Linked DNA regions of Rattus norvegicus: region 1 is linked to region 2. A link is a contact called in public Hi-C data. All regions are on one chromosome and are shown on one strand. The core of a region is the stretch at or near the end of the contact, and the rest is flanking DNA. Distances in the headings are between cores, read along the strand shown. Region 1 overlaps Nhej1 (nonhomologous end-joining factor 1). Region 2 holds the start of LOC134480387.

The links. A called contact is a pair of places that touch in the nucleus more often than the background predicts.
Region 1: a contact with region 2 is called in a Hi-C map of liver, with 2.4 times the contacts expected there. The contact joins the enhancer-like site here to the promoter of LOC134480387 in region 2. A contact is called at or near these places in 2 of 12 Hi-C or Micro-C datasets (kidney and liver).

The regions. Positions count from the first base shown.
Region 1 is chr9:84,031,719-84,036,162 of GRCr8, forward strand. The region is part of intron 5 of Nhej1 (nonhomologous end-joining factor 1); the gene reads right to left. Among named protein-coding and RNA genes, the nearest start is that of Atp5mc2l1, 36 kb to the left of the region's middle. Within about 2 kb of position 2,308, at least 6 of the 93 cell types and tissues checked have an H3K27ac peak or open chromatin away from gene starts, as enhancers often do. A contact at or near this core is called in liver, where this site is marked.
Region 2 is chr9:83,903,358-83,908,177 of GRCr8, forward strand. It overlaps LOC134480387, which reads left to right and starts at 2,855. Exons shown (of 2, transcript XM_063267911.1): 1 at 2,855-3,451; 2 at 4,193-4,533. The coding sequence starts at 2,855. The coding sequence ends at 4,498. It overlaps Mir375 (microRNA 375), which reads right to left and starts at 3,299; the gene lies at 3,225-3,299. Cfap65 (cilia and flagella associated protein 65) reads right to left here. Exons shown (of 32, transcript XM_039084650.2): 31 at 4,792-4,820; 32 at 4,525-4,692. The coding sequence ends at 4,584. It also overlaps a transcript of Cryba2 not described here.

The sequences.
Region 1 (4,444 bases), core at 1,058-3,557, 130 kb after region 2:
CCCAGGTAGGAATCCCTAATTCTCATGCTTTGCAAATTAGGATACAGAAGCTAAATCACACACAATTCAGGAAGAATAAAAAAAGCTTTGGTACAAATACACTGACCTACTTCAACTGCTAAAGCAGAGAGCAGACAAGGTTCAAAATCAGATCACGCTGGAAAGAACCAAGGATCAAATACGACTCAAACAGTTAACTTTGCAGGTTATATATTAACAGTAACAAAAGATATACAAACTGAATTAGCAGACAAAGAGAAGGATGACAGGTTTAAGAGGAAAGACATTCTCAGGCTGAAGAGGTAAAAAATGTAAAGGGTGAATCTCTGTACCCATAGCTAGGGGTATATTTCAGTGATAGGGGACTTGCCAGGCATGCACAATACACAAGTTCAATCACAACATACATGTATGTATATATATGCATCATATACATATACATATACATATACGTGTGTGTGCATGTGTACATGAATATATGGTTTTATATATGTACGGATATGATACATCTACATATCTTGAGACAGGAGACATCAAGAAGAATGACGTTTTAAAGTAGTACTGTGGATCAAAAATAACCAAATAACTCTTACCTCTCACCCCAGGTCTAAGTTCAAGGCCTATTTCTACACCACATGACAGTCCTACTAAAAGGAAAAGCAGGTCAAGGAGCCTCTGTACTAGTTAGACTTAATACTAAATGAAGAAATTCTTGCCACCCTCACACTTGAGGACAAACTACTGGAAAACTGATAAAATATCTCTTCACACCTCTAAGTCGGTCTTGCTCAGAGCCTTGACCCCTTAGTTCTGTCTGAAAGCACCAACCCAGCCCCTCACACAGTCAGGAACAGAGGGGCCTGTGGGCCTAACCCACGCTGAGGTGCTGAGAGGCCACACCTAGGAAGGTGGGGGCTGCTCACGGGAGCTGTGTTCTGTCACACAATTACCATATTATGTGGTTCTAATAAAAAGAAATACTTGAAGTTTTATTAGTGCCATATAATAAAGTATTTATAGAATCTTGGGGGGGGGGGTCGGGAAATGGGCAGAATCAGAATTGTCAGTAACAACCTGGCAACAACAGTTCTCAGTGTCGGCCATCCAGGTTAAATCTGAATGCAGAGCCTCCACTGTGGGGGAGGAACAGCATGAACACAACTCACCACACAGACCCTTTCCCTCAACAGTGTGTCTCTGGCTTCTCTCTGACTAGCTGCAAGTGAGGTGAGGAAAGGCAAAAAGAATATGGAACACTAGCAAAATCAATGGGCCTAGGCCCCAAAAGGCTGGGAGACAGAGAAAAGGGGTGTCATTGTAAGAATGAATGGAAGGATGGCTTTGAAAGAGTCTATTCCAGACCTAGCCTAGCACTGCTCAACAGAGCTGGCAGTTCTGAAACCTGCCCATTGCTGTGCTCACCCCTTCCATAGACCACTCACATTCTTCACAAGGGTGCTACCCGGCATCCGCACCAGCACACATCCTCAGCTTCTCCCACAGGGCCCGTCTTCATATATATGTCCTTAGGCCACAGTATACATGCATGTAAGTGCATATAGCACACACACAATGCATATATGAACACATAAACATACACATGTACACACATGTGAGCGCATGTATGCTCACCGCAGCATGCTGCTTCCTCAAGGCGCAGACTGCCTGCCTTCCCTGGGCACCTTCCCAGATGAAGACGGTCTAGATAAAAATGTCTTCTGAGTCTACACTCCTCTTTTAACATTTCAGAATTTTCTATTACCCAGAAAATCTCCCTAAAGAGAAAGAGAAGTGAGGGCTGTGGCATTATTACAGAGGAGACTATAAACAGAACAAATATAGAGTTGCTTTATTACAAGGCAGTGTGGGGCTGGTGGCTGGCTGATTACAGGGAAACTCCCCAGAGCTCTCTACAGTCCCAAACCTCAATAAAGGGCAGACTATAGCTGCCATCAAGTGAGCAGCCGTCGGATTCAGGGCGCCCTAGAATCCCTGCAGATTCCAGTCCAGGATGTGATACCTGCCTTGGCTGAAGATAAAGAGAAAAGCAAACACAATCTAAGAGCCAGGACTGTGCTTGGCAAAGAGCCACCAGGCCATCTTCTCAAAGACAAACACAATTAGTTATGGTTTGGGTTTCCTGAAATCAATAGATTCCAAATTTCAGTAGAAAACAAACTAAAACAAAACAACTAGAACTCAAGAACAAATTGACAGATTCGAAACCCAGACATATCAAGAATAGTCCACGGGGGTGGTTAGTGGCAGGAGAGGAGCAATGTAACTGGCCGGACTGAAACAACCCAGACTATGCACAAGATCATAGAAGGAAGAGTGGGAAATCCACAGATCCTCCTTTCTGGGCTTCGGGCACACGGCGTCCCTTCCTGGGTGACTCACACTGGGATCACCTTCACCCCCTGCTTCATGTGGTGAAGTCCTCTTTATAAGGAGACACACTGCGAGCCTTCTCCTCCTCCTTGCCTGCGAGCCAGGGCAATTGCGTCACTGACCCTCACACACTCCCTCCTCTTTCCAGCAGCCACCACACAAGGGATCTTGTCTTGTGGTCCCCGAAATCCTTTCATCTGGGCTCCAAACCCACTGTCACCTTGGCCTTAAATCACTCCCCAGGAGACACTTGGGGAACAGCAGGACAGAGAGTGTCTGGTCCTGAAGGCTAGAATCTACTGATCCTGCAGGGCCATGCTCTTCTCTGCCCAAAGGCAGGACACAGGGATAAAGTTTGAACCTGGTGAGCTCTCCCTACAGACTAGGTTTCCCACTGAATTGGATGATAATACTCATCACTCCAGTTCCCAAGCTGAGAGATAAAAAGAGCTGAGAGGCAGCCCTCCTGGCTGGTTACAGGCTGATTCCATTATAAAGCTCCTCCACCTTACTTGTTTAGGGATTAAAGAATTGATAGCCTTGGAAGATGATTGCCAAATATGTGCCCACCCCCATTTCTGTTCTCACTCCACTTTGACAGCTGAAAATGTCAGTGTGTCTCAGACGCTTCTCCCAGATAGAGGAGTCCTTCCAATCTCCTTCAGTTCATTCCCATGTTGCATAGTTCTAACATTTTTCTTGACTTTCTGTGTGGGAATAATTCCTGCTTACCCATGTTCCTTTCACTTCAGAACCTGCACTTCAACTGGCAGGTTTACAATGAGACTTGACAGTAGTTTTCTCATTGAATATATCTCATTAGGACAGAGTCTTATAGATATGTGGAACTGTAGGGAAAGAGTTGTACTAGAAAGTGAAAGGATGAGGTCTCCACCACAGTGACTTGTAAAACTTGGATTCACTCAATTTCCCTAAGCCAAGTCTTAGTGGGCTTAACACAAAATAATGACTATGTAAATTGGTACCTTATTTTTATTTATTTTATTCATTTTGAGGCAAGGTCCCATTCTAGAGCCCTGACTGTCCTTGAACTTGTTATGTAGACAAGGCTGTCTTCTAACTCAAAGAGATTTGCCTGCTTCAGCTTTCACAGTGCTGGGATCAAAGGCCAGCACCACTACACCAGCTTATTTTTATTCCTTTTTATCTAAGTAGGTGATCGAACTCTTGTGTTGATTGTACTCAGTGCAGTCTGCCTATTTTACCAGATAGCTATACCATCATCAAGACAAAAGTCCTTTGAACACACTACAGCTGCTGGTAGGGGTAGTGTATGCCTGTAATCCTAGCACTAGGGAAGCCAGGGCAGGAAGACTGGTTTCTAGGCTAGCCTAGACTATAAGTAAGATCCTATGAAGAAAAAAGAGAGAAGAGGAGGGGAGGAGGAGGATGGGAAGAATTGGATGAAAGGGCAGAAGAGAGAGGAGATGAAATAAGAAAAAGTATTGAAAGCTTTCAATGGATCAGCCATAATAAACAATGTGCAATGTCCCTAGGGAGGGGGGCCACAAAAGATAGTAATTACAGTACGGTTGAGAAGGCTTACAACAGCAAAGGGGAATAGCAAGTGTATAAGGGAGGCAGAACGTAGGGGACCAGAGGACATACCCTCAGAGGAATTAACACCTTCACTGAAATGCAAACAGAGGAGAGGCAAACAGTCAGCTCCTGGCACAGCACTTGCTTCATGTAGAAAAACAGAGCAAGCTGAAGAAAACCTTTGTTGTTGTATGTGTGCCTCCAGCAGTGTCACAAGGAGGAACCCCCACCATGCTAAAAACTACAGACAAGAAAACAATGGGTGGGCTGGAAAGATGGCTCAATAGTTAAGAGCACTGGCTATTCTTCCAGAGGACCTGGGTTCAAGTCCCAGCACCCACAGAAAAGAATAGGCTCCGGGAACTGATAGCAGCTCACAGTGACTGAAAGTGAAGATGTGTGGGTGTGGGTGTGGCCTAGCTAGCATAAAAATGGCTACAGAAGTAGAGGTAAAAGTAATGCTTAGATTATAAAGGGCCTTTGACAGATTAGG
Region 2 (4,820 bases), core at 1,605-4,104:
GGTTCTCCCCACTTCCTCTGCGATGGGGCGGGTTGGACTGGGAGGGGTCAAGGCAGAAGGCGTAGCCCTGGGATCCTTTCCTCCTTGCCTAGCCTGTCCTGGGTCTCAGGAAGGCAGGAGAGCACCTTTCACTTACGATCCTCTACCTCTCAGCAGCTGCTCTGCCCACTCGGTTTGACAGGGTCAGGGGAGGCGCTCAAAGCTCCTCAATTCTCCCTCAGGCCTGTGGTGTCAAGAAACAAACAAAGATGGAGGGCTAATGCTGAAGATCTAGCTTCTGGTTCCTCTGATTTTCTTTGCTCTATAAATGGCCTCTGCCGGCCCTCCGCCCACCCCACCCCTTGCTTGGGGTCTTGGGTTTGTTTGTTTGTTTTGTTTTGACCTGTAAACTAAGCAGGTTGCTGGAGGGGGCCTCTCAGCCACGCCTGCCTTGTCTGAAGAAGGCTGTCTTCCCTCCCCAGCCTGCTCCTGGTTGCCCCACCTGCCCTGCCAGCTAGCTACCCACCTGGCCTAGGCAGAGTGAGGGGGCGAGCTGTCCTGTCTCCATGGGGATTAATCTCCAAGAAGGTCACTAAGGCCCTGGTACTACCCTGGCTGGCATAGGGATTAGCACCTGGATGTGAGCCCCCACTCCCACGTCTCTCCATTCTCACACAGACCCTGAGAGGCCTCCCAGCCCAGAGGTTCCAAGGCTGAGCCAGATGCTCCAGAGTGGGTGGGGGCAGGGCAGCAGCTCAGCAGTGACCTGACAGGGAAAGATGGAGTCAAGCCCATTTCTCTTCAGGGACTGCAGGTGTGAGCCCTGTGCCTTCCCATCTTCTGGCTTTTTATGGGAGGAGAGTGTTCACTGGGGTTTGCCATTCGTGACTCCCCTCTATCCTCCCTTGGGGTTGTTTCCCCACCTCACTTTTACACATTTTTTTCTGCCTGCAACACACCTCTGTCCACTGAACTTCTAACTCCCATCTCCTGTTCTTTCACAAGATGCCCCCCTCTCTGGATGTGCGTGTGTGCACGCATGTGTGCATGTGTCTGGTTTCTCTCTGATTGTCTCTGCCTCTAGTTCCCCTAGGTCTTGCCTCCACTGTCTGCTGGTTATGTTGCTTCCCCTGCCCTGCCCGAGTGGCTCCCCTCTGCTTCGTAGGCTCTGAGCTACACTAACCGCCTTTTGCCTGGTCATCAAGTCTCTTTCTCAGCCTTCCCATTGCCCTTTCTTCTCTGCTGTCCCCCAGCCCCCATCTTTTCCCTCAGGGCAGCACTTCAATTGATCATCCCTTCCCTCTTTCCCCTCACCGCTACCTGTTCCCTCCCCTTACCAGGAGTGCTGACAGGGAAGACAGGAAGCAGGCTCTGGCTTGGAGCAGGAAGGGGGAGGGTCAGCCCGCACACCAGCTGCTCAGTCCCCCACCCCTTCTGTCCCAGCACCTGCAGGCTTGCCTGGCGCCTACAGACTCCACCTCAGCCTGACAGGGGAGGAGGGACCCAGAGGAGAGGCCAGATGCCCCTTGATGGCCTGGAAAAGTGAATCTTGGAAATGGTTAGAGGGTGGGGATATGGGGAAGGAGGCTTGAGGAAGTGGCACCAGACCAGATCCTCAGTCCGCTGCGTGGTCTCTTCTCTGTTGCCACCCTACTTCCAAGGACTGCTTTTGTACCTTCTGGGACCATTCCCAGGACAGACTTCAGGTGTTCCGATGCAGGATCTGAACACCCCAAGGTGTGCTACCTGCCGCGACTGGTGTGCTGTCAAAGACCCAGGAAAGGAGAGCCAGCTAAACGGCTCGATGCCAGCAAGGGCAAAGGGGAAAGACTGTGCCAGAGGAAGGACCTGGTCACGGAGGCCAGGATGGGGACTACACATACCCATCTGAGGACACTTGGGTCTAGCCTGGCCTTGGGATGGGTTCACCACCCTCTCCTCATCAGAGTCACTTTGCAAATGTCCCTCAGGAGTGCAGAAGACCCTGTGGGGCCTCCTGGTAGCTAGGGATTTGGGCAGTAGAGCCCATGGTGGCAATAGGACAAGATAGCGGCTCTAGGAAAATTTGATTTATGATCGTACTTTCCGCTCCCCCCCCCCCCCCCCGCATTGCCTCTGTCTTGGTGTATGGGTTACTGCTCTCAACCACTGCTTCTTGACCCTAGCGGGAAACCAGCCAGGGGCTCCTTGCTGCTGGCTGAGGAGCCTTTGTCTACCCTTAACCTACAGCTGCCCTTTGTTGCCATACATTGTCATGAGGGGGAATGGGAGGCACCTGGAATCTCAGGACAGACTCACTCACCCCTGGCCCAGCCTCCTCACCAGGCCTTGTGTGGAGTTCTTGGTTTGGGCTCCTCTGTCAGAGTGTAAGACAATCCCTTTCTTTCAGCCAGGTCACAGTGGTTTAAGTAACTGAAATGGGGGTGGCCCAATCCAGATCTAGGTTGTGGCTAATGATCCATGGCCAAACTCTGGCTGGGCTGTGTGCTACCTAGACCCAGTCTAGCCCGTCTGACTGGGCTGCGGAGAATACAAGATTAGGGGGTTTGAGGAAGGTGGTGAGCTCTTTCCTGTGCCTGAAGACCTTGTTTGTCCATTTTGGTATCCGATCTCAGATATGATTGGACTGAAAGACAGACCCGAAAGGTGAAATTTTCCCGTGGCAATGGAGAGAGTCTAAGAGGTGGATTTGAGTCTGCACAGAAGACCTCAGATTACCACTCCCAGGTTTTCCACATCTCACAGCCCTAACACTGTGAGGTTAAAGGGTTAAAGTGACTCCGGCAGAGTGGCTAGGGGCCCAGGAGCCAGAATAAAAGGGTTAGTGGAGTCCCTGACTATTGTGAGAAACAAGGCTGACTGCCTCATCTTGCAAATGGGAGGACCGAGACGCTTTGATGACACTCCCCCAAGGCCACAAAATTCGCTAGGACAGAGCAGGACTGGAATCCCAGTTTCCCAGTTTCCACTTTCAGTAGGGGATCTGTACTGGACCTCAGCCGGTTCCGGCCACTCTGCTGGAGCCTGCTCAGCCCGCATTACCCTGCAGCTAGCTATGCCCGGCAGCTCAGAGTCTGCGGGCAGGGCAGGCGGCTTGAAGGGAGCCGGTCGTTCTCCCTCAACTTCCTTGGCGGAGGGGCGGGGACACCCTGCTCAGTCTCTGCGACCCATATGGTGGCGGTGGCGACAGCGGGCAGGTGTTTGCGTGGCGATCTGGCGGGCCCCGGGGCTTATGCTGAGAAGCCGCCCCTGCCTCACGCGAGCCGAACGAACAAAACGCTCAGGTCCGGTTTGTGCGAGGGGCTCGTCGCGGGGCCGGAGCGGAGGACCCGGGGCCTGGCGCAGTCGTCGTCGGAGATGTCCGGTTGATGAGCTTCTTCGAGTGCGGCGTCGCTCAGCGATCCCGCTAGCCGCCGCTCTCACCTGCTCACTGCTGTGGCTGACACGTCGGCGACAGCGGCGGACGCCCCAGGTGCACACCTGGCCAGCCCCTCCCTCCCAGGTCACCCGCCACGGAGTTTCTGCCCCTCGGCCCAAGCCAGCCAGGCTTGGCTTTGTCCCCAGCCCACGCCCCGAAGCTTGTGCCCGAGCCAGGGCTCTGAGCACTCTTATACTGCCAATTCAGTCCCCGCCCCTACACACACACACACACACACACACACACACACACACACACACACACACACACACACCTGTCCGGGGCCCGTTTGCTCGGGGCAAATATTGACTCATGGAGGCGGAGCACACCCCCCCTCCCCCTCTCAAAGAGCCAGCCTTTGCAGAGGCCTTGGCAGCAGGGAGGGGGGCCAGAGGGGGAGGAAAGGGACAGAGGTGCAGGGGAGGGTGCCCGGACCAGGAGCGCCTCTGGAACAACACCAGATGTCACTTTTCCACCCACCTGGCTCTGAGCTCAGGGAGGAGCAGAGGACAGGCTGCCTGGCAGGACTTAGTGAGAAAACTAGTGGTTTGTAAAGGAAGCTATTTAGTAACATCCGTAGCCCTCTAAACCTTGTCTTTGAAAACTGCCCAGATCATAATTCTGGCCTCTATGGTGTACCTCATTTTTTTTTTTACTTGTTTGTTTTGAGACAGGGTTTCTTTTTGTAGCTCTGATATCCTACAACTAGATCTGTAGACCAGGCTGGTCTCCTCAGTGCTGGGATTAACTTGGTGGGTGCCACCACCACCCAGCTTCGTTTTAACCTCTTAACAGAGTTCAGGGAACCAGGTTGGCCCTGGAGGTGCTGGTGAACACATGTGGGAAGATTCTATCTCCACGGCCACCCAGTTAGCCTACCAGGCCTCGGGATCCATTTTTGTCAATCAAGTTATACTGCAGCAAAGACCAGCTATGCCTCTCCTGAAGCGCCCTCCACTGGCCAGACTAAGAACAACGCCTCGCGGCAAGTATCAAGAATTCAAGCCTGTCCAGCGGAAATGCACCCTCCCATTTCTAAATGGATGGGTCTCTTCCAACAGCTCTCACCTTCCACATCTCTCAACATACTTCTTTCCCTAGGCAGGGGGAAATAAAATCCAGATAGATTAGGGTGTAGAACTAAACGGTTTACTTGCAGAACAGTAAAAAGGGACCAGGGGCAAATCTAGGCAGTCATGTAAGAGGGGCTGGATGCTGACACCAGCAAACAGTCAGGATGCTGTATCCCAGAGCAGAGAACTTCCCCTTGTGACATCTGCAGCAGCGTATCTGCCCTGCAAGAGAGAGGAATGAAGGTGAGGCTTTCAATCATATCTGAATGCCTCTCCTGGCTTGCACCCCTCCAACCAATGAGAGTTACCCCAAGCCCTAACCTGTTCATGCTGACTGGTGGTAGGGCAAT